Linked DNA regions of Mus musculus: regions 2, 3 and 4 are each linked to region 1. The links are chromatin contacts, called in public HiChIP or PLAC-seq and promoter capture Hi-C maps. All regions are on one chromosome and are shown on one strand. The core of a region is the stretch at or near the end of the contact, and the rest is flanking DNA. Distances in the headings are between cores, read along the strand shown. Region 1 holds the start of Stxbp4 (syntaxin binding protein 4). Region 2 has its middle 20 kb from the start of Gm38759. Region 3 has its middle 32 kb from the start of Gm38759. Region 4 holds the start of Nog (noggin).

Region 1 (3,664 bases), core at 763-3,262:
AAGGGTGACCAAACACTGTCATACCAAGATGGGAGAAGAGAAGTCTGTAACTTCAGTGACCACCTACTAGAGTGATGTCCTAGACGATGCCTACAGCCCTCAGCGCTGTGGCCACTATTCAGTTACTTCTTCAAGGCCATCATCTCCACTGTCACTAACATGCAGATGCCCCTCACTTCTGCTTCCCCTTGCCCTGCTCATTCTCACCGTGTGACTTACATCATGTTCTTCCTGCAGTGTGAATCAAATCATATCCGATCACTCCCATTTTGTCCCTTAGCCATGGCTGAAATAGCTCTGTAGTATCAGGTGTCTGTACCTGCTGTGACCCCATTTCCTTTCACTGTTAACTCTGCTCGCTCTGCACGCTCCACACGGACCCTGGTTTTTTTTGTTGTTGTTTGTCTTTGTTGATATTCAATCCTATCCAACTTATTTCTGTCTCTGGACTTGTGTACGATGTGAGATTTTTGTCTCGTGGGTAGCTCTTTCACAGTTTGGGAGTAGGCTCAAATGTCACCCCCAGGAAGACCTTCTTTTACCTCTTTAGACCTTCTTTTACCCTCCTCATTGTCACTCTCAATGACTTCATGCCATCATCAGCTAGTTTCATAGCAGACACTGTTAGTTGAAATTCCTTTATTTTACATTTATTTTCTGAGTCCTTCAGTAGAGGCTGCAGTCAATAACAAAAGTGATTGTGCCTGACTTAGTTTGGAATGTCCCCAGCAAACTAAAAAGGTGTATGGCTCAGTGAGAGTCAAGGAATACGTGCTGATTGACTGATAGCTCTTCCAGTTTTCGGTTCCAATCCACAATGTGGGGATAGTTAGACCCACAGAGGCCATCAGAAATAAGCTCTAGCTTATGGAGGTGGAAAGGTGGGCACGAGAGAGCTATTGGCTTCTTACAGCTTCTGGAAGAAGGAAAGTCAGTTTTCTTTAATGGTGCAATTGATCACACCGATCACACTCACAGACTAACACATCAATGAGTTAGTTCGCCTTCAGCCTGGACTCTGGATAATAATAATGTGGGGGGGGGGGTAGTTTTGGGAGGAGCCTGGAGTAGGGGATGAATATGACCCAAATACAGAGTAAAATACCCTCAAAGAATTAATAAAACCAAACCATTATTTTGAAAAAGAAATGACCTAACTTTTATAAAATTCTTACTATGCTTCAAGCAATGGCAAAAATCATATTATATTCTTACCCTCCTTGAATTACTGTGATTTCCATTCACGAAATAGGGCCATCAGGTTACGGAGAAGTCATATTAAAATTAAACTTATGCAAGGACAAGACTTGTGTAAATTCATTGATGCTTAACCTCCGAATCTGCTCTCAGTGCTATTTAATATTTATTGGTCCTTGTTTGTGGAACATTTAGAGAACTGAAGAAAGCTTTAGCGTATTTCCCAGGGGTCTGTGCCTGCAAGATGCACGTCTTTATTCCTTCAGTCCCTCCTTTAAAGGCCCTCCTGTCCTGGTCCCTCTATTCTGAACAAACTTGGTTTTTTCGGCGGCTGTCTGACCTAATGGTTTTGCTGGGTAAACAGCAGAGGGGTGATGAGCGCAGTGGGAGACATCTGCCCATGGGGCTGAGAAGATGCACAGGTCGGGGTGTTGGAGAGAAAGGCGGTTCTCATACTAAGTGTTCCAGAAAGAGGGACGTTGGTTTGCCTGCGCTCAGTCAGCGGCGGAAAGCAACGGGGCTGAGCGAACCCCAAGTGAGAGCCCCGCGGCAGAGCTGCCGCTGGGGGCCGCTAGGTCGAGACAAAGGCTGGCGAAGTTTGGGGAGATGGGGATACAAGCCCCAGTGAGGAGCTTGCACGCCGAAGGCCCAAATGCATTTTCTGCAAAGTAAACTAAAGAAGCATCCCAAGGAAACAAAAGTGCGAGGCACAGTCACTTAGCAAGAAAACGCGAACTTACCCTCTTCGGGCCACCCGGCCTCCGTAGCGCCACTGCTAACTGTGGAATCTGGTAGTCAAGGCAGCAGCGGAGGCTCAAGCCGGGTACCGCGAGACTCGCGAGGTCTCGCGAGATCTCGCCAGCGGCCCCGCCAGGCGGGCATTCTTTCCGGGGGGTTATGGGAGGGCTCTGGTGTCCGGGATGGAGGTTGGTGGCTTCGTGTGGCCGGGGCTGGAGGCAGCCCGGGTGGTCAGGGCGGACTGTGGTGAACGCAGAGCTGGTGCTTAGGCCCGGGTGGGATGGGCTCGGAGGCGCGGAGCGGGGTCTGAGACGCCTCGGGACATGGAAGCGCCCGTGCGGGGTCCGGGGGCCCGCGACGCAGCCGCCACGGCGGCCGAGGAGCAGCAACCCTTTCCAGCGCGCGCAGGAGGACGAGTGGCGGCGGCGGAACAAGACGGTGCTCACCTACGTGGCCGCGGCCGCCGTGGGCATGCTGGGGGCCTCCTACGCCGCGGTGCCCCTCTATCGGCTCTACTGCCAGGTAAGGGAGGGGACGAAGCGCGGCACGGATCCCACCTGAGCCATCCCCCTGCCGGGGAGGCCGAGGTCACCCGCCGGAGGGGGGAGGGGGGCGTCGCCTCGGATCCAGACCGGGAAGGACGTGCCCAAGGTCACTAAAAAACCTTGCAAGTGGAAGCCGGTTCCGGTAATGATGGAGCTGGTGCCACCCTTCAAAGGGCTATCAGCACAGCCATTCTGTGAAGCGCGGGGAGAAGGTACCGCTGACACTTGGTGAGTTAGAGCGGCTGTCGCATACCTGGAGGTTCACAGGACACCTCCCCTGCCCCAGATAGTTGTCCAACCTAAAATGCTAATAGTATACAGTGGTGCCGAGACCCACAGAAATGGAATTGACACTCCTGTGTTCAAGCTTTCCTCATTCTAGGTTAGCATCATCAGCCTAGGCTAGTTTAGCATCATCAGGCTAGGCTGGGTTAGCCTGAGGTTTAAAAAAAAAAAAAAAGGAAAAAAACCCTAAAATCAAGTTCCACGTTAAGCACCGATATTTCCAAAAGAATGCCCTGTTACTTGTGGAATCAACGAGTTTTAGAGAAGGAAATAAATAAATAAGGGAAGCCATAGAATGGTCCCTCTTCATGAGCAAATTAAAATGTAACCCAGGAAAACTGTGACAGACTCAGTAATATAGGCTTGAGCCCAGGACATTATTTTTCTGTTTTCTACCTTTTAGTTTAAACACCAAACTTGAGAAACTTCAATAACATGTCCCTAGAATATATAAGGAATTGTTTTGTTATTGAAAGACGGAACACTTAACTTGCTTTTTCTTCAGCGGATTTAAATCCTTTATGAAAAAAAAAATAGTTCATCTTAAAACTGAGTCTCTGAAACAGAATCATATCCTTACCTGTTAACTAAGGTCAAATTTATGATTTCTCTTTTAGGATTAAAGTTTAATTTGACAATATTGAGAGAAATTGAAAAAGCTAAGTAACGTGTGTAACAAGTGAAAGAAAGATAATAAAATATTAATATGGTAGGGTTTTTTTTTTTTTTTTTTTTTTTTTGCATCTTCCTTTAGCCTCATTCGGCTTTTTGTTTTTCTGGTGTAAGAAAGGTGAATTATCTGGCAGTGAGAATTGTGATAACCTCAGGCAGCAGTGTGTACACCTTGGAAGTAACACCACCTCTACCTCTAATGAGGAAATAATGGTGATGGGGAAACG
Region 2 (3,664 bases), core at 796-3,295, 1.5 Mb before region 1:
GCTCAGGTTTGATTGAACGCCCTGCATTGCCAGGCCTGAGGCTCTGAAAATGAGTGATGTTCTGTGAAGCCAAGGACCCACTATGCTGCCTACTGCACATCACTTCTTTCTATGGCTTCATCCTGCATTGTTCTGGTCCTTACTCCTTGGGCTTAAAGGGGACACACGGAGAAGAGCTTGGGAATCTAGAGCCCTGCCACACCCTGCCACGATCTCTTCTTTGTTGGTATCTACCCACAAACCATAGAGGCAAGTGCAGTGGCTGAGAGATAGGCTACCTGGGTTTACTGCTGGACACATCCTCCCTTAATTATTAAGCCTTTCTAGGTCTCAGTTTGCTCATCTGTGAAATGGTGGTATAGTTCTAACTCCGTATAGATGGCACATGGATAATTTAAAAAGTGTGTGTATATGTGTGTGTATGTATACCTGTGGTTCCCCACCACCCTCCCACTAATGCTGGGTTTACAGGCGCACCTGGATCCTTTTTTTTTTTAAATTATCTTTTTCATGTATACATGTGTGTGTACATGGGTGTTTGCATGTGTGGAAGCCTGAGAAACGTCCTTAGAGACTCTCCACTATATTAATGGAGGCAGGATTTCTCACTTGAACTCAGAGCTCACCCACAGGCTAGCCAGCTCCCTCTGGAGGTCACCGGTAACAGGGGGTGGGGTGGGGTACCCACCTGGCGTTTCCGTGGGTTCTACCTTATCAAAACTCAATGTTTGGACGGCCAGTGCTTTAATCACTTCAGCACTCTTTCTGGTTTTCACATGGGTGCTAAGAGATTGGAACTCAGATCCTCATACCTGAGCAGGAAGTGCTCTTATTCACTGAACCATCTCCCCAGCCCCGGGTTATATGGGGGTGGGGTGGGGTGAGGGTGGGGGGGGACGACACACATTTATCTTTTCTTTTCTTTTCTTTTCTTTTCTTTTCTTTTCTTTTCTTTTCTTTTCTTTTCTTTTCTTTTCTTTTCTTTTCTTTTCTTTTCTTTTCTTTTCTTTTCTTTTCTTTTCTTTTCTTTTCTTTTCTTTTCTTTTCTTTTCTTTTCTTTTCTTGGTCTTTTTGAGACAGGGTTGCTCTGTATAGCCCTGGCTGTCCTGGCACTCACTTTGTAGACCAGGCTGGCCTCGAACTCAGAAATCCACCTGCCTCTGCCTCCCAAGTGCTGGGATTAAAGGCATGCGCCACCACGCCCGACTCACACTTACCTTTCTTATGAACTCCCCCAGAATTTAGAAACCTGCTGAGCCTAGGAGCCACTCCTAAGGTACCTAGGAAATTGTTCTCTGGAATGGTCTAAAGGAGGGAAAATTGCTTCTATTGTTCAGAAGGAAAAAGGGAAAAGGAGTGTGTGAGTGCACGTGTGCATAAGTATGCTGGGTCAGGTGGTGGAGACACAGCACGGGCCACACCCACTCAAGGCGCACTCGGGGATTGCCTGTGACAAGGGCTAGTTTACTGAGCAAGGGTGGGCCCAGGACTGTAAGGGCTCGGCTGGCCACTAGGGGTCAGTGTGTCTCCGCTGCAGGCGCCAGCGGGCGGCTCACCTGATTGTTGCAGACTCCTGCTGACAGTTCCCCCTCTTGCTTTGTATTTGGACAAAACAAAACAAACAAACAAAACAAAAAATCACCACCACTGCAGCAGCAGCAGCAGCAGCAGCAGCAACAACAACAACAACAGAAAAAATTTCTCTGTTGCAAGGAAGAGAGTCTAAATAGCCTAAATAACACACTTTCTCTTTGAAGGAAAATGCAGAAGGTGGTTAAACTGGCTGTCTTTAGCGTGCCTGGGCGGAGGGAGCATAGCTCCAATTGTGGTTTCTGGCCTGGTTATCTTGGTGCCTCTGAGGATGACACGGGGGAAGGGGGTGTCTGTTGAATTCTTCCTTTTCTATTTTCTGCCTCAGCGAGGAGGAGGGTGTTAATACCGCTTGGCAGTTACATGAAACCGAGGCGGATGGTGACGGGGTGTGTTAACAAACAAGGGCAGGAAATAGTGTCATATTTTCTGGAGAGCGAACCGCTCCCAGGAGACAGACTACAGGATTCCACCCGAGGAGACTCTTGGAAGGGGCGGCGGGGCGGATAAGAAGTCCTGCCTCGAGCGAGCTTCCCTCGCCTTTCACTTTCTGGTATCTCCGTACAGTGACACATTCGGTTTTATCCCCAGTCTGGCTAACTAGACAAATCACTGGGCATAAAAAGAAAACTATCCACTTTGATCTGGTTTCGTTTTGGCAATTAGTTATCCCTTTGTCAAGAATGGCCTCTGGAAATAAGACTTCAGGGCCGGAGCTTGGAACATACGCAGAATCTGGGCTGTGTTGATTTTTATCCTCGAGTCCAACCGCTGGCTGGCCAGGTGGGACAGGGATAAGCCGTCTCCTTGCCTCGGCTTCTTTGTCATCCTCCATCACATCTTTTCTAGTTCTTTAAGAATTCCACCTGCCTGCCATTGGGTTAATGATGAACTTTCTCTGAACTTGAATCACATACAGTGAGCACCCGAAGACTGGCTAGGCTGCCCCATTCTCTTTTTTTTAAAGATTTACTTATTTTTATTTATATGACTACACTGTAGCTGTCTTCAGACACACACCAGAAGAATGCATTGGGCCCCATTACAAATGGCTGTGAGCCACCATGTGGTTGCTTGGGAATTGAACTCAGGACCTCTGGAAGAGCAGTCAGTGCCCTTTAACCACTGAGCCATCTCTCCAGCCCTGCCACATTCTTCTTTGTATCTCAGGTACGATGCCTGATACATTTTCATCGGCAGTAGGGAATAACAACAACCACAACAATAATGATAATAGAAATATAGATGAAAAGATTAAAGAACAATAGCCTTAATTCCTCTACTGCAACTATTGGCCAATGCATACCGAGTGAATTCCACATCAACTGGACTCTCTCTGCTTTCTCTTATTTCACACGGATACCAGGAGATCCGGCCAAGGATTCCATCTTCCCATCATGATCACTTTATAGACTGGCGGGTGGAGCCTGGGTGTGTGTTGGGGTAACTAGTAGACCTCCAGTTCTAGAATCTGGCAAGCACCAGGCAGGGCTGCAGACCTGGCCTCTCATCATGTGGCAGGTCTCTCCCTTCTGGGACAGCTCTGCTGCACCTGCATTCTATACACTGCATGGAACACATGCTCACGTGTGTGGCTGGAAATCCTATGAACCTTTCCGTGCTCTCCCTACCAAGACTAAGCTTCTAAGGCTAGGGTGATGGCTGCAGCTCTCTGGAGAGAAAGGATGAGTCAGAGCTGGGATTCAGGCCTGACCTGAAAAGATGGCCACAGGGGCTGGGTCTTCAGAGACACTGGACATAGAATCTGCAGTCTTTGCTGCCATTTCTGAATGGCTTGTCCCTTTACATTTATTGAGAGTCTTACACCTTCCTCTTTTTTCATTTGCAAAGTAGATGTTTCCATAAAAACCCAACAATGCAAACCAGGCCTGTTGGTGAGGGTCTGTAATTCTAGCTACTCAAGAAGCTGAGGCAGGAGGATCCCACGTTCAAGGCTAGCTAGCAGTGAGCAACTTCGCAAGACCTTGATTTAAAAATTAAGAAAGAAAAGGACTGGGAGCCAGGCTGTGGTGGTGTGTGCCTTTAATCCCCAGCTCTTGGGAGGCAGAGGCAG
Region 3 (3,664 bases), core at 686-3,185, 1.5 Mb before region 1:
GGGAATTGAAACTTGGGTCCTCTGTAAGAGCAACAAGTGCTCTAAACCCCAGAGGCCTCTCTTTAGCCTCAATTCTTATTTTTAAATTAAATCTTATTTATAAATCATTATTAGTGTATGTATATGTGTGTGGGCACATGTATGTTATGGTGTGTGTGTGTGTGTGTGTGTGTGTGTGTGTGTGTGTGTGTGTGTGTATGTGTAGGTCAGAGGACAGGTTTTGGAATCCAGGGATGGAACTGAAGTCATCAATTTTGGGTACCAAGCACTTGTACCTGCTGACCTATGTCACAGGCCCCAAAGACAATTCTTTAGAATGGATTTTATTTTCCTTTTCTGAGCCCACTCCTCTCCAAAGAGTTAGGGGCGAAGGAGGAAAACAAACCCCTTAGTTCTAATTAATCCTGGCAGCCATAGCCTGAGCCAGTGGAGAGCAGTATCTTTGGGAAGTAATTTGAACTTGAATGATTGAGGTCTCTGCTCTGTCTTGTTGGGTGCTCCCCATTTTTCACTCTTTTCTAAGATGGTGACAGGTGAAGACCATGCAGTGATGGTGGCAGCCCAGTGAATCTCAGCACCACTTGGTGTTTGTGCCCTTGTGAGGGAATGGCTGTGCCTCTCAAAGTCATGGGTTTCAGTATGCATTTGCTGTAATTTTGGAGCAATGTTCTATCTCTAATTCTGCTCAGTACAGCACAGTTTTTCCTTCCTTCCTTCCTTCCTTCCTTCCTTCCTTCCTTCCTTCCTTCCTTCCTTCCTTCCTTCCTCCCTCCCTCCCTCCCTCCCTCCCTTCCTCCCTTCCTCCCTCCCTTCCTTCCATCTAATAGCTCAGAAATGGTATCTAGGAGATGACAACACTGAGGTAGACATTTGGGTCACAATTGCTAAGCTAAATGAGCAGTAGTGACAGATAACACAGACCACTGTGTATACACCTCACAAGCTCTGTGGGGGAAAACTCATGGGTCCCAGCTGCCCTTCCCCCAAGCTAGGAGTTCCTACCATGAATGTCTTTGTCTGTGACCTTGACCTTCAGGTGTATGGGAGCTGGTATCTTCTCTCTGAATCTGAATTTACTAATCAGCACCTTTCACCCAGGACTTTGATGAATCAGGGGTCATTTCTTTCCTGAAATTTAGGCCTGGCGTGTGAAACAAGTTGATGCCCCATGGTTTAAACATAAAACCTCACACTTCTCCCGGCCTCAAGAAGAAATCAGACTGGCCCCAGCACGGCTCCTATCAGGTGAAACACCAAGAAGGAGACGGGAGCTAGCCTGAGCCTGTAGGTTTTTTTGATACTATTGACCCAGTAAGGAGAAGGTTGATTCTCCAAGTTGTTGGATAGTCTTCTGGGATTGGCAGTGATGAGAGAAGAGCTATGAAGGGGCATTGAGGCTGTGTGTGTGGTCCAGGCTGGTAACCATGACATCACAAGGCCAGCTGCATCCAGACTCGTTTAGCTGGATGGCTGCTATGCCCTGCTCCCCCCCCCCCCCCAGGAAATTATAACCTGCCTTAACTCCAGCTTCTGCTGGTGGCCAGTTTCTCTTTTCACATCTAGCCACTACCAAATGAGGGCGATAGAGCCTCAGGCTGGACTTGCTCCTGGCTTTTGGGGAGGCAGGGCCCAGGGCATTTAGAGCTGTGTCTGAAACAACCTCAGAGCATGGCTGGAGTCTGGCCATGGAATGCCAAGGCACACAGAACCCACTGTTCTAGCATAGGTCTCTAGAGACTGGGGCCCCAGGGAACAAGTACCTGGACACTACCTCCTCCCCAACAAGCCGAAAGCACTGTGCACAGGCTGGGGTTACGGAAGGTGGAATTGGGAATTGGGATGGAGCTGGTCCGTGGCCTATGGAGTCTTACTTGTGAGGACACTGCCCGGAGTCAGCAGCTATCAGATAGTGGAACAATGCACCATTGTGGAGGGGCTCAGCACCGAGGCCACAATGAGGTATGCTGTGAGATGAGCCACAAGTTTCAGAGTGTGAAGGACAGACAAAGACTGGGATGAACCTCTGGGGTGCTAAAACAAACGTGCTCCGGAATCAGGTATTAGTTTTCCTTCATTGAAACACAATATTTAAAATAAACAAGGTAAAAGGAGGAGGACTTGTTTAAGCTCATGGGGTCAGAGGTTCCAGTTTAGGGTCACCTGGCTCCTGTTGCCTTTGGTGAGGCAGGGCAGTGGGGGTGGGAATGGGTGGTGGAGGAGGCTGCTCAACTTCTAGAGGCCAGAAAGTGACCAGAGAGCCGGGAAGGGGTGTGGTCCATCTCCAAGTCCCCAAAGTCAACAGCTCAAAGTACTGCTCAGAAGTTTAAGTCCAAAGTGTCTTCTGAGGCTCAAGGCCAGCCCACAGCTGGGATTCCTGTAAAAATAAAAAGAGTCACATACTTCTGAGACACAATAACCCAGCGTAAACATTCCTATCCCCAAAGGAAAGATGGGACCAAGGCAATGTCCAAAGCCATCAGTGTAAAAGTGTGAACCATTTGTAAAGCCTTTGTTTGAAGAGGCGAGCCCTGGGGCTCCACCTAGCCAATTGTTTCTTCAGGATTCTTGTGTTCAGCTGCCTAGGGACTCCAAGGCCACATAGCCACCACTCAACAAGACTCAGCTGCTGAGCCTGCTGGTGGAAGGAGACCTTTTTGTGACAGCCACAGGATGATGGGTTTGCGTCCATACGGAAGGGACGTGTTATGGGGTCATGGAGGCTTCCGTCAAGATTTCCAAAGGAAGTTTGGGAAACCAGGCATTGTGTGGCAGGGTTCGAATCCACACAGGCAGACAGCCTCTGAGAGGCTCATGGAAAGGTGACAGTGGAGACAAAGAGGAGGTTCCAGATAGTAAGACATGCCAGGAACACGGAATATCTGCTGAAGGCCATAGGCAGAAATAGCTTCCTCTCCCATTCCCCTCAATTAGCTATGTGGACCGAACTTGACAAGTTCGTAAAAGCAGGACATTTCTAACCTCTTGAACGGGTTTCTATCATCTTGCCACTAAGTGCTCTGGGATTGTGTATGCCAGACTTGGAGCTATAGGACGGCATATTGGCCCTCATGGGTTTCAGACTTGCTCTGGTCCAGTACCTCCTAGCAGTTTCCTAATCCTGTTCTTTGGAGTAAGGATGAAAAGAAAACCCATCTCTGGAGGAGATGGAGTCAATGTATTCTTTGTTATTGTTTAAGCGTGAGGTAAAGTTTGCTGTTAAGCATGGAGTCAAACTTTCAGGGACCCCGCCCCCCCCCCCCCCCCCTTGGTTAGATGCGTAGGATAAGAATGATCCTTCACGTGGAAAGAAACTCATAGTGGGTTTATAAAATGCATCTTATGTAGACAGAAGGCACTTTTGCGTTGGGAGTCATGGTGGAATGTCATGGCTTTGATTTTGGGATGTCTCCCTGAGGCTCCTGTGCTAAAAGACTCATTCCCAAGCTTGTGGCATTGTTGGGAGTGGGTGGCAAGTTGGAGGTGAGGCCTAGTTGGTGGAAGTTAGGTCACTGGGTCATGCCCTTGTAGGGGATATAGGGACCTCTCCCTCTTTCCTTTCTCCCCTTTACTCCCTGCCTCCTAAAGTGGAACACGCTACATGCTCCCTGCCCTGATGTTCTGTCTCGTTAGGCTGCCAAAGGGAATAGGGCTAAGTGGCTACGGG
Region 4 (3,664 bases), core at 519-3,018, 1.3 Mb before region 1:
AACTCTATAACTTCTTCGAGGTCTAAGGAAAATCAAAACACTTTCCGAAGAATGGAAAATAGCTTTTTTTTAAAAAAAAAGTCCTTCTACAAAAGTTCCCCCTCTCTTTGTACTTTTAAGAAAAAATAACTTTTCCCCCCTGCTTCGCCATGCGAAGGGTACTGGGATATAAATAGCAGGTTAACATTATTACCAACAACCAGAATAAGTCTCTCTTTTCTCTGCTCTTTTTTCCTTTTGCTTGCCTTTTTAAAATACAGTAGAAGCCGGGTAACTTTTGACGTATAATACTGACCTTTTAATAAGTAAATTAAAACTGGGACCGTATATACACACACATATACATTCCTACACAGTTAAACAGTGCATTACAGGAACCAGAAAGCCAGGTCTCTGTAGCCAAGAAGAAAAAAAGTTCATTGAAAACCCTCGCTAGAGGGTGGTGAAACTGGTTGGAGGTGGTGGGGGTAGGGGGGGCGTTGGTGGGGATCCATCAAGTGTCTGGGCGCGGGCAGGGGGCCCCCCCGAGTTCTAGCAGGAACACTTACACTCGGAAATGATGGGGTACTGGATGGGAATCCAGCCGCAGCGCTGACCCCCGCGCCGCTGACAGCGCCACCGCAGCACCGTGAGGTGCACAGACTTGGATGGCTTACACACCATGCCCTCGGGCACAGAGCAGGAGCGCTTGCTGAAGCAGCTGCCCACCTTCACGTAGCGTGGCCAAAAGCGGCTGCCTAGGTCATTCCACGCGTACAGCACCGGGCAGAAGGTCTGTGACCACAGCCACATCTGTAACTTCCTCCTCAGCTTCTTGCTCAGGCGCTGTTTCTTGCCTTGGGCCAAGCCCTCGGAGAACTCCAGCCCTTTGATCTCGCTCGGCATGGCCCCCGACGGCCGCTGCCGCAGCAGCTGGTCCAGCTCCGCCAGGTCCTCGGCACCTCCAGCCGGTCCCCCGCCCCCTCCGGGTCGGTCCTCAGGGGGCGAAGTAGCCATAAAGCCCGGGTCGTAGTGGCCCCCGAGCAGCGAGCGCAGCAGCGTCTCGTTCAGATCCTTCTCCTTAGGGTCAAAGATAGGGTCTGGATGTTCGATGAGGTCCACCAGGGGCAGGTTGTCGCTGGGTGCTGGGCGGATGTGTAGATAGTGCTGGCCGCCGGCTGGTGCTGCCCGCAGCCCCAGGACCACCACCAGGGCGTAGAGGGTGACCCCCAGGCTGGGGCAGCGCTCCATGCCTCCCGCGCGCGCCCCGGGGCTGCCTCTTCGTCCCGCGTCCCCGGAGGAGAGCACGCCGAGTCCGCGGCGCTGCCGTGCTCCCCGGTCCCTCCGGAGGTGGCTCACCCGAGGCTGAGCAGGCGCAGGGCAGGCAGCATGAGCCGCGAGGAGAGCCGTTCGCGCAGCGCCGGCTCCCGCCGCGGCGCAGAAGACGCGCACGAGTTGGTCGCAATTCCCCCCCGCCGCTCTACTTGGGAAGGCGGCCGCGGTCGGGCATCCGAGATTACTCCAGCGCGACCGTGGGGCGCTGGGGGCGCCGGCTCCTCGCTGTTCTCCCGGGCTGCCGGCGGCGCAGGGCGCGTGGACGAGCCTTTTCCCTCCTCCTCCTCCGGTCGCTCGGCGTCTTGTTTCTCTGTGCGGAGCCTCCGGTAGAGCGGGTCCTGGGCCACTTCTCTCTGCCTGCTCCGGGCAGCGCAGCCGGCTCTGCCCGGCGGACTCCAGCGGCGGTGGCGGCGGTGGCGGCGGCGGCGTCCGCGCACGTTGGCACCGGTTTGTCTGTCTCGCAGGGTCCAAGCCTTTAAATTTCCTGCACTTTCAGCTCCATCACCATGGAAACCACTGACTCTCTCTCCGCGTTGCCCCCTCCCCCTTCTTCCCCCCAAACAACAACCCCACCCCCAACTCCTCCACCCGCGAGGAGCCGGAGACGCACGGGCTCGGGGGGAAAGCGACTGCACTGGTCGCCGCGGCGGCGGCGGCGGCGGCGGCTCCGGCAGCGCCCAGGACTGTGCCCCGCCGGACCCAGATGCCCCGGGAAGCCGACAGTCAGGCTGCCCGCCGGAGCTCACAGGCGGCGGCGGCGCGGCAGCGGCGGTGGCGGCGGCGGCGGTGGCGCTTGGCAGGTCTCCGCGCAATTTTCTCTCCCCCCCCCAACCCCCGCCCCGGTTCTCCTCCTCCTACAAAATGCACCGCCCCCCTCCTTTCTCCTGGAGCAATGCAATGGGGCTCTAGGCGCCCCGCCAGGGCCAGTCCCGGGGAAAGCTCGTGGCGGCGCTGGAGCCAGGCTGGAGGGTGCAGGGCTGGAGTTGAGGGGTGTGGGGTTGTCGAGGTGGGGCTGGGGGACTCTCACTAGCTGAGTGATTTGTACCGGGAGGGGAGCAGCAGGGAGATGCCGGGGGCCCGGTTTCCAGTGCAGTTCCTAGCAAGAAATTTCTCCATGTGCATGGAGCATTTTCCCGGGTGCGTGTCTTTTTTACACTCTCTCTCTCTCTCTCTCTCTCTCTCTCTCTCTCTCTCTCTCTCTCTCTCTCTCTCTCTCTCTCGGGCTTGGGGTAAGTCCCCTCCCCCCAACACACACACACACACACACACACACACACACACACACACACACACACACACACACACACACCAAGAGCCGCAGCGTTGCGCAGCGTGATGTAATTTCTAGGTAGCACCCCTTCTCTGCCCCTCAGATCCACGAAGCGGGGAGTCGGGGGTCTTCTCACCCTCCTCCTTCGCCTAGTCCTACCGGGTGAGTGGCGGGGAGATAGAGGTACATCCTCCTAGCCTGTGGCTCTCCTAATCTTCGCTGCTTGGTACAACTAGCTCTCACCTCCCTGGGGGCGGCGCGCCCTCTGCTGGCCCTTTGTGATCCCTGCATTTAGTTCTGGCTGGTGTGTGTGTGTGTGTGTGTGTGTGCGCATCTGTGCCATATTTACACACTGACAGGCACTTTATGCTTTTGAATGCTTTCTCATAGATCTCCAGACTTAGTGTAAACAAAGATCCTGAGATTTTCCTCCAAGGTACTTCGATTTCACAAGTACACAGGTTTGCATCATCTGGCTGGGGCAAACAGCCTCAGTGGGCAGAGAGTGGTGACTAGAAAAGGAAATGTATACTAGAAATAAGGTACCCTAGTTCTGGATGCTGTCCACTCTGGCACATCTATGTAGACCTTGGGTAAGTCGCTTGGGTGGCACTCTAAACTTTAGTTTTTGGATTAGTGACCTAAGTTCCCCCCCCCCCCCAACCATCTTATAGTTCTAACAACTGAGTTAGGTCACTAATCCAAATTCAGCCCAGCAAAGGGACACTGCTTATTGAAAAGAAGGAATAAACCCTTTGATGAGAAATGGGAACTGTTTTCCTTTGGAGGAAGAGCTGGGTCAAGACCGAGCTCAGAGTCCTTTATGATGGTGACGTGATCCCATCTGGATAGGGGTGGAGGAGAGATATCTGGAGTGAATGTCCTGGAATTCACCAGGAGTGGGAGTTAGGCATTCCCAGTGTCACAGCCTCAAACACACTAGAAGGTCTAGTGTGTTTGGTCAAACAAAACTAGAAGGTCAAACAAAACTAGAAGGTCTAGTTTTCCTTCTAGTCCCCTAAGGGGGGAAAGCACTGCATTGTATGACTTTTCTGCAAGACCTCAGCCATAGAGAGAGAT

The links. Promoter capture Hi-C pulls out the DNA fragments that hold promoters and counts their contacts. HiChIP or PLAC-seq counts read pairs in DNA pulled down with a chosen protein or histone mark.
Region 2: a contact with region 1 is called in a promoter capture Hi-C map of hippocampal neurons, with 5 times the contacts expected there. The contact joins the enhancer-like site here to the promoter of Stxbp4 in region 1. A contact is called at or near these places in 6 of 39 promoter capture datasets (embryonic stem cells, hippocampal neurons, liver and 3 more), 2 of 484 Hi-C or Micro-C datasets (both in the G1E-ER4 cell line), 5 of 115 datasets of contacts at active chromatin or transcription factors (astrocytes, embryonic limb bud, large pre-B cells and 2 more) and 1 of 9 other capture datasets (liver).
Region 3: a contact with region 1 is called in an H3K27ac HiChIP or PLAC-seq map of extraembryonic endoderm stem cells, with 8 times the contacts expected there. The contact joins the enhancer-like site here to the promoter of Stxbp4 in region 1. A contact is called at or near these places in 2 of 39 promoter capture datasets (embryonic stem cells and hippocampal neurons) and 3 of 115 datasets of contacts at active chromatin or transcription factors (embryonic forebrain, extraembryonic endoderm stem cells and large pre-B cells).
Region 4: a contact with region 1 is called in an H3K27ac HiChIP or PLAC-seq map of large pre-B cells, with 10 times the contacts expected there. The contact joins the promoter of Nog here to the promoter of Stxbp4 in region 1. A contact is called at or near these places in 1 of 39 promoter capture datasets (embryonic stem cells), 3 of 115 datasets of contacts at active chromatin or transcription factors (astrocytes, embryonic midbrain and large pre-B cells) and 1 of 9 other capture datasets (adipose tissue).

What each region holds. Positions count from the first base shown.
Region 1 is chr11:90,636,096-90,639,759 of GRCm38.p6, forward strand. It overlaps Stxbp4 (syntaxin binding protein 4), which reads right to left and starts at 2,013. Exons shown (of 18, transcript NM_011505.2): 1 at 1,938-2,013. Cox11 (cytochrome c oxidase assembly protein 11, copper chaperone) reads left to right here and starts at 2,089. Exons shown (of 4, transcript NM_199008.2): 1 at 2,089-2,457. The coding sequence starts at 2,095.
Region 2 is chr11:89,099,171-89,102,834 of GRCm38.p6, forward strand. No RefSeq gene overlaps it. Among named protein-coding and RNA genes, the nearest start is that of Gm38759, 20 kb to the right of the region's middle. Within about 2 kb of position 2,046, at least 142 of the 459 cell types and tissues checked have an H3K27ac peak or open chromatin away from gene starts, as enhancers often do. A contact at or near this core is called in the G1E-ER4 cell line, hippocampal neurons, liver and 3 more, where this site is marked.
Region 3 is chr11:89,151,701-89,155,364 of GRCm38.p6, forward strand. No RefSeq gene overlaps it. Among named protein-coding and RNA genes, the nearest start is that of Gm38759, 32 kb to the left of the region's middle. Within about 2 kb of position 1,936, at least 9 of the 459 cell types and tissues checked have an H3K27ac peak or open chromatin away from gene starts, as enhancers often do. A contact at or near this core is called in extraembryonic endoderm stem cells, where this site is marked.
Region 4 is chr11:89,300,791-89,304,454 of GRCm38.p6, forward strand. It overlaps Nog (noggin), which reads right to left and starts at 1,769. Exons shown (of 1, transcript NM_008711.2): 1 at 1-1,769. The coding sequence starts at 1,230. The coding sequence ends at 532.